2 separate regions of the Hordeum vulgare genome follow, and region 1 is linked to region 2. The links are chromatin contacts, called in public Hi-C maps. All regions are on one chromosome and are shown on one strand. The core of a region is the stretch at or near the end of the contact, and the rest is flanking DNA. Distances in the headings are between cores, read along the strand shown. Region 1 holds the start of LOC123448892 (protein MALE DISCOVERER 2-like). Region 2 holds the start of LOC123448891 (ubiquitin-activating enzyme E1 3-like).

Region 1 (7,143 bases), core at 1,577-4,076, 190 kb after region 2:
TGGTCCCAGGATACATTTATATCTATACAAATCTAAGATAAGAATTTTAAGACGGAGGAAGTACTTGATTGGTTCAAAAGAATTGAAACAAAATTAAGTTTGACTAAATTTGTAGAAAAATAAACCAACATCTACGACATCAAATTAGCTTCATTAGATTCAGCAACATATGCTTTTATAATATATATATATATATATATATATATATATATATATATATATATATATATATATATATATATATATATATATATATATATATGATGTTGTAGAGGTCTCCCCGTAAAGAAAAGATGCTGTGGAGCTTAGAATATTATTATATAAAGTTGATCAAACTAAAAGGATTTGACTTAAGACAAATCTAGAACTTCAAATATTTTGGAGCAAATGAAGGAGCTAGTTTGGTGTTTATGGGGATCTGGGAATAAATATGGTGTCGTGGTGTCAAGGGGAGGAATGAAGATAGAGAAAATTGCTCAAAATTACACAATTATCAGCAATTTTAAAAAGTTACATCAAACATATTTTAGAACTATAACCAAAACCACATTTACCATCTGTTGAAGAACATTATTTTCTAATCAATAAAGCTCACATGTTACCTCAATAAATGTTCCAAACTTGTAGCCAAATCCATACCCAGGGGTGGACAGATATATGCAGGAGTTATCGCTTGACCTTGTTTTTGCATAGCGTACCGGACATATGAGGGTATTGTTGCTTTACCTTTGTCGCTACACTAACATTGTATTTGAAAATTTAATTTCAACCAAAACTAGGAGGAGGGGAATGTATCACACACAAAAGCGTCATCCTTGCCAATTCTATGATGAATGTCGATGGAATCCTGAGAGGTTTTGCCCGGAAAAGAGATAATGAAGAATACACTAGCGGAAACACTTCTTTGTTAACTACAAGACTATCTAAGAGCCGAAGAAATTAGCTTGTAGGCCTAGCCATTCTTGTCCTTTTTTGACACCAAGAGGTTCGGTATGTGTTGCATCTATGATACCATGGTTCAACTAGGGCAGCCCAAGTAGGTGGTGGGACGCGTCACAAGTACCCTTTGTATATGTGCTTCTACCATCATTGCAATCGACACATGACATCAATACATCAATGTTTTGACATGGTATATGGAAGGGGAGGGTGGCACTTTGCAACAAGGTGTTGGAGTGTAATTTCTGACCCTCTCCCACAGTCTATAATATGGGAATAACTGACCATTGCACGTTCATTATAGTATCAAAACCAAGAGGTATTGAGTTTAAGACTCTTTCAATGCAATATAAAAAATGATATTTGCCACCTACATGATCCCACGTCTAAGGACAAAAACAGTCTAGACAAGAGGAAGAACGTCGACATGCATTGGTCGTACATCCCCATCGGTTCACACTAGTAGTGAGATGGTTAGGTTCATACGACTTGCAACCAAAAAGTTTCTAGGTTCAAAACCTCGTAAACACAATAAGTAATTAGTGTATCCCGCTTCCACCACCCACACATCATAACTCTAAAGGAACGTAAACATGAGGGAAATGTTGGAGTATCATGTACATTCCTCTTCCACAATTCAAACTTGGATGAAGTAGTTGGACATGAAATCTACACAAGACTCCTCGATTATTCAAGATCACTGCTAGTAAAGGGATGTCAATTAACAAAGAACCCTGTAAAGGTCCTTCCTCGGGCCTCGCACAAGAAAATGCCATTCTAGTATAGACTAGGCCAAAATGTCACATTTGATCTCCTTCCTAATCTTGCACATCAGGATTTATGATAGCCTCGCCTCACAAGCCTTTTCTTCAAATGTCTTTAAACCTCTGAACACTCACCCACCTTTTGTAAAGACTATATATCATAATGTGGATATATTTTTGGGGCTACTTCACCTTCCAAGCCTTCTCACCAACAACAGGTGAAATGACCTCATTGCGACTTCATCTAAGGAGCATAGTAGGTGGCCCGTTGAGGTCCTTCTCCATGTATGCAAATTAGTTTTTTTTAGAAAAAGAGGTTCAAACCCCCGGCCTCTGCATCAATCGTTGCATATGGTCATTTTGTATGCAAATTAGTTGTGTCTACATAAGAGGCTAAGACAGAAGAAAACGGTCTTTGTTGTTCTTGAGGACTCAAAAAAAAAACTTAGCCTTAGGAGGGACATAATCCGCATTCGATGGCTATATTGCCTTTCTTTTTTGTGTCGATCGCAAAAACATTATCACCTGTAAATATTGTTAGATTTTCTATTTCTTCAAAGTGGCAGAGTATTGATATGAGAACCATTGTGAGGAATCTCACAACAATTTGTCAAGGGGAATGCACATGTAAGAAATCTTTACGGATACTTAGACATTTTGAAATCATATATCTTGGTGTACGCTGCATCATTTCGCAAGTAGACAACTTTCTAGAATGGGTTTAGTCAAAATCACACCCATACATTTTGAATAAGTGTTCGATTGCACCGTTAAAATAAATTATAACTAGTTTTGTAATTAATACATTTTAATAGCACCACATTTTACAAATAAAAAGTATTACTCTCTTTGTAAACTAATATAAGAGCGTATAGATTACTAAACTAATATTTTAAATGCTTTTATATTAGTTTACGGATGAAGTAATTTTTTGTTGTAAAAATTCACATTCATGTGAAAAAGTAACGGCCAAAGTTGTTGAAGACCATGATTATACCCCAAAAATGAAGAGGAAGGAAATCTAGGAGGTTGGTTCCACAGTGATGGGCAAACTGCATTAGTTCGCAATTCATGTATGTGGAGAATGATTAGATCAACGAACCAAACAATTTTAAAACGAAAGAGAAAAAAGAACCAACTAAAAGCTTCTTGTTGTGTAGTCGCCTTCGTGCAGCCTCCCTTTCCCTCTCCTCTCCACCACCTTCGGCTGCCACTTTCGCCGCCCGCCTCCACCGCCCTCTTCCCAACCACACCACGCGCCGTCTCTCCTCCGGCATCCCGCTTCCCGTGACCGCCGCCATCCACCTTCCGGATCAGATTTTCTCCCCTCCGACGCCAGCAACTGCGCCTCCACTGCTATTTTCTCGGCCCGTGCTGCGATGGAGTGGCCGCCGCCGCGCAGGCTCCTTCTTCTGTTCCTGCTTGCTTTTTCTTGGCGGCTTGGAGGAGGAGCAGGTTTACTTCTCTTTTGCTCGACCTTTGGATTGCTCCGAGTTGTTGGGTATGCATTTGGGCTAACGGCGTTTGCCATTTTGATTTGCTGCTGCAGGGATTGGAGGGTTCGGAGTTGGAGCTGAGGAGTTGAGCAGTAATGGAGCTTCTTTTAGTCGTAGGTGAGCGCTCAGATTCTGGAACTGGTTCTTTTTTGGTGCTTGCAGGAAATGGATCAGTGCGATTTTGCTATCCAGAGTTTGTGATTTTTTAGATTGGAGTTGGAACTAGAAAATACCCCTCTGTAAAGAAATATCACTAATTTAGTGATCTAAACCTCTTATATATCTTTATGGAGGGACCGAGGGAGTAGGTGTTTTTTTGTGTTGGCCTATTACCATTAATGTGTGACAAATGCCACAAATTTACCAGTTTGGTTGGAACCATCAACTCTTCAGCTCTGAACTAAACTGACATCCCTACTGATATTTTTCTTCTTGTAAAAATCGGAAGTCGGCTTATTCACTTATTTTTATACTATTAATGAAAAAAGATCTATTTGCCTCGCTTCCCTTTGAATATTTATCAACAGAGACAGTTTGCTGGGTGAAGCTCTGCAGTAGTAGCTACTTTTCTAGCATTCACGAATGGTGCCTGTGGTTATTTTAGAAAGACTTGGATTGTAGTCATGGAGAGATATACTATGTGACAGTAGGCTGTTGAGTGAGAGTTTTTTTTTTCTCACTGAATTTTAAACTTTAAAAATAAAAATATAGGTATTTGAAAGAGAAATATTGTATTTTACTATATCTCTTATTATATAAAATGATCGTGTGAATATGATAGTAGATGAATCAAAGGCAGGTGATTTTTGTACTTCCATCATCAGAAATGGCAAATATTTATCTTGATAATACAGTACTCCCTCCGTAGTGATGTAAACGCTCTTATATTTCTTTGCGGAGGGAGTACATCCCAAGTCCTAACTATTCCTTTTCTTGAACTTTCAAAAGATTGCTGCAGATTGGTGGTGAAAACCAAGGTGCCGGGTACCTTTTCTCACATGCACAAGCTCCAAAATCAGGACCAGTGTCTGCTCCATCACCCTCAGCGTTCATATCATCACCACCAGAAGGTGCACCATCGCCATTTTATTCACAACCAACGCCACAGCGATCCCCTTTACGCCATGATCCATCAATAGACCTTCCACACCCGCTTAAGTTTAAGCCTGCAGCTGGGGGAGCTGGGCACGATCATTCGGCTCAAACTCCATCTCACTCTGTGCATAAGCATTCCTGGACAACCTATGGTTTAGTTGCAGCAGGGGTTGCTGCCTTCCTTATCATATCAGCAGCTGGTGCTCTCTACTGCCGAGCTAAAAGGGTGGGGACTGTGAAACCTTGGGTCACAGGACTTAGCGGACAACTGCAAAAAGCTTTTGTAACAGGTATGCTTTGTTTGCACTTTGACATGTATGTTATCTAGGAGTTTGTTCCAATTTCACATAACAATTTGATCACATTTGTAGGTGTGCCTGCACTCAAACGATCGGAGCTGGAATCAGCGAGCGAGGATTTCAGCAATATAATTGGTTCTACATCTAGCTGCATGATGTACAAGGGAACTTTATCGAGTGGAGTTGAAATTGCAGTTGCGTCAAGTTTGGTAACATCTGCAAAGGATTGGTCCAAAGAATGTGAATCACAGTACAGGAAAAAGGTACCATTCAGTTGCGCCGCTTGTATAAATGCACGCTGTTTGGCCTATGTTTGATTCCAATGGTTATGTTTTCAGATCACAAGTTTGTCCAAAGTAAACCACAGGAATTTTATGAACTTGCTTGGCTACTGTGAGGAAGGGCATCCTTTTACCAGAGCCATGGTATTTGAATACGCTCCAAATGGGACACTTTTTGAGTATCTGCATGGTAAGTGCATTCTTAGTTTCTTACCATGATTTATAATTTTTCTCCTTTTCGCAAATCTGTTCTCTTCACCATGTAAGTACAGAAATCCTTTATGCACAGAACATTTGTTAACAATGGTGTAAACCATAACCCCACAAAACCTTACAATAAAGTTTCTCCAACAAATGAACTATGCATACCTCTTCAGCAACCAGATTCCAACCAATAAAGATCTCCGTGTTGCCCTTATGAATTACTTGTCATATAAATAAAATAGAAGGGAGAATAAAGAGATATGATTTCGTAAAAAGAGGAGAAGAAAGAGAAAAAGGAATGTGGTCTTATTGAAGTCAAAGCACTTCGTAATCTTTAAACAATGATGTCCTTCAATATAATTTCCCACATTGTTCGACAACTTCATTTTTTTGAGAAATTGAACAACTTGGTTTCCGCAATTTCCAAATGACTATGTAGAATTACTGCCCCTAGAACCATGCTTGAGAGTTTGCTGCCTCATACGGCTCGTAATTTGCTAGTACTATTTTTAGGGACATAATTTGGTAGTATCTTAAAATTTCCCCTGTCTTAACTGAATTCCATCTCTTGAAAATCAACCATATCTTGTTAGTCACAAGATATGAGTATGTGTGCATCAACTATATAAGTTGTACTCCTACTTACTATCTATTAACAAGAGATAGCTAGTTTGTTCCAATTACATACAGTACTTCTTAACTGTCGGAGTGTCAGTCAGTCGGTGTATCAACATTTTTCACAATGTCTCATCCCCGTCAATTTCATTTTGCAGTGAGAGAAGCCGAGAAGCTGGACTGGGTAACGCGGCTGAGGATATCCATGGGCATCGCCTACTGCCTCGAGCACATGCACCAGCTGAGCCCACCCGTGGTGCCGAGGAGCTTGGACTCGACCACCATATACCTCACCGACGACTTCGCCGCGAAGGTCTCAGACCTCGAATTCCCAGACGACGCGAAGGGACCGTCACCTCGTTCAACCAATGGCGCCCTCGACCCCTCATCGGAGCTGGAAAACGCCGTGCACAGGTACGGCGTGGTGCTGCTGGAGATACTGACGGGGAGGGTGGCCTGCTCCGACGAGGACGGGCCGCTGGAGCGGTGGGCGTCCCGCTACCTGGACGGCGAGGTGCGGCTCGCGGAGCTGATGGACCCCAGCATCGGCTCCTCCTTCTCCGAGGAGGCCGCGCGCGCGCTGTGCGAGGTGGCGAGGTCCTGCGTCGACCCGGACCCGAAGAGGAGGCCGGCGATGGCGGAGGTCGCGGCGCGGCTCAAGGAGATCACGGCGCTCGGGCCCGACGGGGCGACCCCCAAGGTGTCGCCGCTGTGGTGGGCCGAGCTTGAGATCATGTCTTCTTCTGACAGCTGAAGTTGTGACCGAAAGTTGTTTGAGTTGTTTGGTTGCTGCTGCTGATCTTGTTTGTGGAATTGGTAGCCAGGTAGAGACTACAGAGTGTTTCAAGTTTGCTTCAGGATTGCAAATAGTCAGTGGTGGGTGCTCTGTAAAAAAAGAGGGCGGCCGTCCGTGAGTTAACTGTCAGCCGAGTGAGCTGCAATACAGCTAACTCTGAACCATATTGTCTACAGCTCTCATAATTCTTCTACCCAAAGTTCATGAAGCCGATTTCAAGCATGAACCACGTTACGCTGAATCATATTGTCCAGAGGCCCAAACAAAGCTTATTCAAAAAGGGAGGAAAAAGAGCTAACTCCAAGCATGCATGGAACAGAAACGTATGTTGTTGCTCAAATTAAAATTGCACTGGAAGGCAACAACTTAAACATTTGGGAACGACATTGTAGGACCTTCTCACAAAGAGAAGGAACCCTTAAAAATTAGCGTATGCTGCTTGGTGTGGCGAGCCCACGGTATTCTTTAGTAAAAGGCGAAAGAATAGTTCGCTATGTGCTCATCACGCAGCTGCGTGTTCTCTGGAGGTGGCCCGGGGAGCTGTTTAAAAGAGGCCTGGGTGGGATGACTCTCCAGCGCTAGCAGTGTGGGACTAAATAAGCTGAGATGCAGTGGCTGAGATGTAGTACAGTAGAGTGGAGACTCTTTTGCTTG
Region 2 (6,405 bases), core at 3,343-5,842:
GTGGTGGTGGAGGTCCAGTTAGGGAGCCCATGGAGGAGCCGCTCTAGCAAGTGACTACTGATCGAAATAACCCATGAGCATATTTACGCTGATTTTCATGATTGCTATTCTGCCATGCAACAATCTTCGTCACACTTCAACCAAACAACTACATGTTCATGTTCCAGATTTCGTTTTTTTCATAGTTGAATCCTCTTCTGTTAATTACTTCATTTCAATCACAAGCTGCAAGTGCCAAACTATTTTTCTTCTAAATTTCAAACAACATGTTGTTCAGGTCATGTGGAACATAATGAACTCATAAAACAAATATCTAGTTCACATGATGATGTTCCCCATCTATTGTGCTTCACCTCATATCGCGACCCAACACATGACCTCTATTTAAAAGTTTTAAACATACTCGCTTTGCTCCATCATATTATCATCCTAATGCATGCATGGTGATGGAGGATGGTGTTTTTGCTGTCTGGAAGACAACTTGTCAAGCACCTCAAACAATATGGTGAGATTATCGAGTCCTTATCCCATATTTCTTGCGTGGATTTGTCCATTATTCCAGCAAGGCCAGGATCATTATATGTCTTAATTAGATTTTTCTATGAGAAATTTCCTAAAAAAGATGGCAACAAAATCAAAGGAATGTTTCTTGATCTTATTAAAATAGGGTTGTTATGTTGTCATGAAATTGTACCTGAAAGCTGTCACGTTGTGGGATTTTGCTAAACTCTTATACATGTATTGTATTGTATTTGCATGGTAAAAAATTATATGGCGACCCCCCCCCCACAAATAAATAAAAGGAAATAGGCATTTATTGTGCATAATATAACCAAAATAATTTTTTTACAAAGTACTTCACTGGGTTTTCTACTACACCAGTATATTGGCGAACTATGAAATAACCGCTATGATTTAGGGCTAGTTCAGCTTGTATACATACATCTTGGCAGTAATCAACATATTCAAGACATTACCTCGTGACTTGTGCTCACTAGAGCGAGAAGAACTGCCTGGTGGCTGGTGGTCGCCACAGAAGATGCACCGCCCGAAGCCGCACCTCCTTTCCTTATTTGCCTTCCTAGAAGATGAAGAATGGAACATAGTAGGGACACTCTACCATGGATATTGGGAAGAAGGAGGAGCTATGGAATTTAGGTGACAGTAAGCGGTTGGGGCTTTGGGGTCGTGGCGGCTGGGGGTCGTGGCAGCGGTTAGAGAGAGAGAGAGAGGAAGAGAGAGAGACAGAGATGGGAAATCGAGCGGCAAGTGGAGGGTCCGGCAAGAAAAGGAAATGATGAGTTGTGGGGTGCGTTTTGTGTGTTGGGACCGCCTGTTGAACATAACATGGTAAATAGTTTGAGAAATACATTTCTCCCGCATATATGGTCTGAATTTGATGGTGGTGGGGGTGGGGGGTGAGATTGTCAATGCGGTTGAATTTTAATGAGCCCGCTAGCCCGTTTGATGTCTGAACACGTCGAAACATATGAGAAGAAATGCGCTTCAATCTTGAAGGCGACATTAACCATCTGTTTGATTTATGTATATGCATTGTAGCCCGTAGCAACGCACAAGCATTCTACTAGTCTGGATTAGTAGTTGAAGAATTATATTATTTTTCCTTATTATTATTTTAGAATCTTCCTTTAGTGAGTTCTGATCAGAAAATCCGACGAGAGGTGATAAGTATTTGGCTACTTCGTTTAATGCTTGGCTGTATTCAATCATATAATTACGAGACAATCAAAGCTTTAACTTTCTACAACAACTTTTTTATTTCAAGTATATCTTGTCTTGTTTCTATGCAAGGGAGCGAGCCTTTGCCTCTACTTAGGTATAGCATATTGATAATACTTTTTTTCAAAATATAATCGTTATTTTTGTAAACTGTATTATGTCTTGATTTTGCTTCTTCTATCTTATGTAAGTTTGGATCAATTTTATTATTCAAACCGGAATATTTATCTGCAAGTTTGGTATTCTTTAATAAGCTTCCAAACTTTTGCTCCAAATTATCTTGTGTTTTCCTCAAAGATATATAAAAATTATATATCAAATCGACGACAGCTACGCGTTATAAAAAACATTTTACTTTATATTTCATCACATTAATTAGGCTAATACGTGTTAGGTGGACAACTATGCGCTTTTTATGTGAATATTGTTCATTATTCATTAGGTACCGCACTATTCACAATAACCTTTACTACTACCTCCTTCTAAACCGTGACGGAGTATTAGTACATTATTTAGAATAGTACTTCATTATTCGCAACAACATTTAATTCTTTACTACTATTTGCACATTCTTTAGTCACTAAGCGGGTTATATCTTAATGCAGGATCTATTAAGGCTAGCAAATCCGTCAATAGGACTGTAGGTGTACACACAAGTGTGATATCCAACTCAGTATTTATTATATTTTTTATTATGTTATTTCGGATGTAGCTAGGTTTGTTTATTTGATTATTTTAATTGCAAATTTATGGGGTAAATTTTGATCATCTTTCCACGCAGTTTTCATCCGAAGAAAACACTTCTCTACGGTCACAAGGTTCTCATTCAGACGCCGCACCAGGCTAAACAAAGAAATGCCGGCAGAGGTTTCTTCTATGGGATGCCTAGCATATGAACTTATATCATATAATTCATAAATAAAAATACCAAATGAAGCACGAAACTAAATCATCTTTACAATATAATTTACATATGGTTTTCTCTTTAGCGAGGTCCTGAAGGGATTACAAGATCTAAGAAGGATACCCTAGTATCATTCGCGATCACAACACCTTTTTGGCTATTCTACTAACGATGATGGTGGCACTATTACTAAGGAAATTAGGAGTGCTCTCGAGGCTGCACTTCTTGCTCGAAGCACTGGACTCTCACTCTTGTGTGCCTTGTGTTTCTTAGAGGCTGTTTTTTTTTTTCTCTTTTTTAGGCGTGAGAGAGGCCTTCAGGAGTCTTCATTTATTTATTTTACTGTAGTAGCATGCATGTGTGTTCTTCTATGGTGTAAGTAAGAGGGCGACAGAGTGCCTCGACAAGCTTGAATCTTTGGGATTGTTTCAAGTCACTGCTTTTCCACGTACGCATTGTCTCCCGGTGAATAATTGAATTTCTTCTGCATATAAGTCTTCATCTTCAACTATGCAAGTCCTCATGCGATTAGCCTTCACATAGATAGCTTCTTTTGACTTTAATAATCATTGTTTCTGTGCATGTGTACCTATGCAAAGCAGATTTACTATTTATTTTTATTTTTATTATCTTGCGCAGAGGTCTTTTCTGTTAATATAATAGATAATATATTATCAATATTTAGAATCGCTATTGAGATTTGTATCAATATTCGGGAAGGTCCTCCGTGCCCGAATAATTGATAGCAATATCAATAAAATAATTGATAGCAACATCAGTATTCGGGAAGCTGAACTAGACTCCAAGCTGGTTGACTTCGAAAATGCATGTTGGACGTACAAGCAGTTCACAAGTGATATCCAAACAAGGCAATACAGATGTCCTGAGGTCCTTCTGGGCTCCAAGTATTCTACATCTGTCGACCCGTGGTCCTTTGCATGCATATGCTTTGAACTTGCCTCAGGAGATGTGCTCTTTGATCCGCATAGTGGAGATAACTTTGACTGGGATGAGGTATTTTTGTTCATTTCCTCACTTTGGTTTCGACTAAGAACATACTTTCAACATTATGGATGTGTACCCGGTTTATCACCTGGTAAATGATGTCCCCCATTCTAACTCAAGAAAGGTTCTCATCAGAATCAATAGCTGACTCTTTGATACCTACATTCCATTCAAGCAGGAGATAACTGCGAAGGGTGGGCCTCACTTCTAGCTCGATGATATTGTTTTTCAAAGTTTTATTTCTTGCATCAGCGTGACTCAGTGACATGTGTATGGTCATGGTCGACTTCATCGCCTTGAGACTCACCATGTTTAGGTGAACACGGTAGCCACCATTGGCAAGGATCGAAAAGAGGATAATAATAAGTGACAACACGGTTTTCGTGTTCAAATAGAAAAATGTGGACCTAGGAAATGAGTCTTGAGCTACACTTATATATTGGTTAGGGTGAGCAATGTTTTTTTTCTCCCATTGAATAAAATTTGCAGGTCTTAGTGTCACCTCATGATACTATTCATGCATTCTAATTCATCCATTTAACTTCATCGTTTGTTCGATTCGTTTAATTACATCATCATTCGTAGCAACGCACAGACACATTTACTAGTATTATCAATATTTAGAATCGCTATTGAGATTTCTATCAATATTCTCCGTGCCCGAATAATTGATAGCAATATCAACAAAATATGAAAATATAATTGATGATGTATCCAGTGTCATGCATTTGGTATTTTAAAGTCAAAATTCGTAAAGTTTGTAATTGGAGGGAGTAACGGACATTTCCATAATGTTTTAATTTAATGCTGAATTAGCTTTTAATCAATGCTTTCACTTCGCCATCCAGTCGAACCAAAGCGCGACCCATCCGGCCTGGCCTGCCTTATCAGGCTTGTCCATCCCAAACACCAACGGCCAAGATTCGTGGAAGCCCTCTGCCCTCCCCACCCCCAAGCCTCTCCACCGCGCCGCATCGGCGACTCAATCCAACACCACCACCACCTTGCCTTGCCGCAAAACCCCACCGCGCCCGCCCCTTTCTATATATACGCCATTCCACCGGCTTCGCCCCCAAGCCGAAGGTAGCCTCACAAGCGACACGCCGTCCTCAAGGCCGCGGGCGCCGCGCGAACCCTAGCCGCCACTCCGATCGCCCGCACCGGTAAGGTCCCGCCACCGCCGATTCGGATCGGCTCCGATGCCTCGATCCGTGCGCTCCGATCGCCATTTCTGGGGTTTTAGGGTGCGGGTTTTGGCGTCTGATTTGGTTTTATGCTGCGCGATGCAGGGGGCCGCGCTATATGCTTCCGACGAAGAGAGCGGACGGCGCTGAGGACAGCGGCGACGCGGCGGCGAAGAAGGCTCGGGTAGGGGAATCGGCGGCTGAGGCGGGGTCGGAGGCCATGGTTGCCGGGGAGACGGTTGGCGGGGGAAGTAACGGGAACGGGGTGGCGGAGATCGATGAGGACCTTCACAGCAGGCAGCTCGCCGTGTACGGGAGGGAGACGATGCGGCTGCTCTTTGCGTCCAACGTGCTCGTCTCCGGCTTAAACGGGCTTGGGGCTGAGACAGGTACGTGCCTCCTTCGATTTGTGATTTACTTTAATTTATTTAGTGCTTTATTTTAGTACAGGTGATTTAGTGCTTTATTTACTACGTACTACATTGATATCTAATGTTTGGCGCGCTGGCGCCGTTACTGTTGCGTTCTGTTTTGCTGCTCTTAAATATTTGTTGGTAATTTGGAATCTGTGATTACTTGCTTAGTTGCTGGATTGAGAAACATGGATCTGCGATTACTTCGATTTTCCCCATATATGTGCAGACAGGGCTGAGTTGCTGGATAGAGAAATACATTTTGTATAGTTATCTGATGTCTTATTTGTTCAAACAGAGTGAAGCCTTAAATTACTGACATATGCTGCTATGATCATCAGATTGTTTGCTGCATCCCGAGTTTGTAGTGTTTCATAGAGAAATGCAAATCAAATATGCCCCTTTTCTGCTTATTATGCAGATTTGCTTATATATTTTTGCCTAGAATTCCCAAGGCATGTCTTTATTGTTATACACAGTGGTGACTACTTCTATTTACTACATGTTGTTGATTGTTTTGTGATCCTACTTCGTGTTTACATTGGTAGCTTTTGTAATTGCCACTAGAAACAGGCGAGAAAATGGTACAGACAGTTGATAGAATTACTGGTTTTGCAAACTGTCAAAAGCCCTGAACTGCTTGTTGCCTTAGTGAAACTGTTTAATGTAATAGTCTATGGAGATGCAGTTACTAGTTCTGACTTACCAGACTGACCGACATTATCAAAACCAGATTTGGGTGTTAGAATGATCTAGCCCGGCATGTTTTTTTTTCCTGGCACTTTAGGCATGGATATCTTGCAAGTCCTTTTAGAGGGGAGTGAGCACCCAACGATTCTGAGGAATCAAACCTGAGATGTCCGAGGGGCACATGCTGCATGTAGCAACCGAGCTATGCTATGCAGCACTGGCAACAGGACACAAAATAATCTGAGTACCCTGGTTTGATAGGCGGTAGTTGCACAAACAGATGAGCCTCCTGGAAAAGGAAACACACAAGCAGATAAGCCTCCTGGAAGAGGGAAATGTAGTTATCATACTGAGTTGGTAAAATTAGTGGATTGTAATTCTTCCCTTTCTTGCTCCTGCTCAGCCCAGGAACACGAGATATGTCGCTAGCATTTTCATGTCTAATTGGGCAAGTGATATGGTTATAAAT

What was found. Hi-C and Micro-C count contacts between places; a contact is called where the count stands out from the background.
Region 1: a contact with region 2 is called in a Hi-C map of seedling, with 2.6 times the contacts expected there. The contact joins the promoter of LOC123448892 here to the promoter of LOC123448891 in region 2. A contact is called at or near these places in 3 of 6 Hi-C or Micro-C datasets (leaf and seedling) and 1 of 1 datasets of contacts at active chromatin or transcription factors (embryo).

What each region holds. Positions count from the first base shown.
Region 1 is chr4H:448,599,499-448,606,641 of MorexV3_pseudomolecules_assembly, forward strand. It overlaps LOC123448892 (protein MALE DISCOVERER 2-like), which reads left to right and starts at 2,827. Exons shown (of 6, transcript XM_045125928.1): 1 at 2,827-3,158; 2 at 3,253-3,316; 3 at 4,148-4,584; 4 at 4,666-4,856; 5 at 4,932-5,064; 6 at 5,852-6,697. The coding sequence starts at 3,083. The coding sequence ends at 6,447. It overlaps LOC123451507 (a small nuclear RNA gene), which reads right to left and starts at 7,001; the gene lies at 6,883-7,001.
Region 2 is chr4H:448,410,963-448,417,367 of MorexV3_pseudomolecules_assembly, forward strand. LOC123448891 (ubiquitin-activating enzyme E1 3-like) reads left to right here and starts at 4,593. Exons shown (of 7, transcript XM_045125927.1): 1 at 4,593-4,812; 2 at 4,939-5,222. The coding sequence starts at 4,952.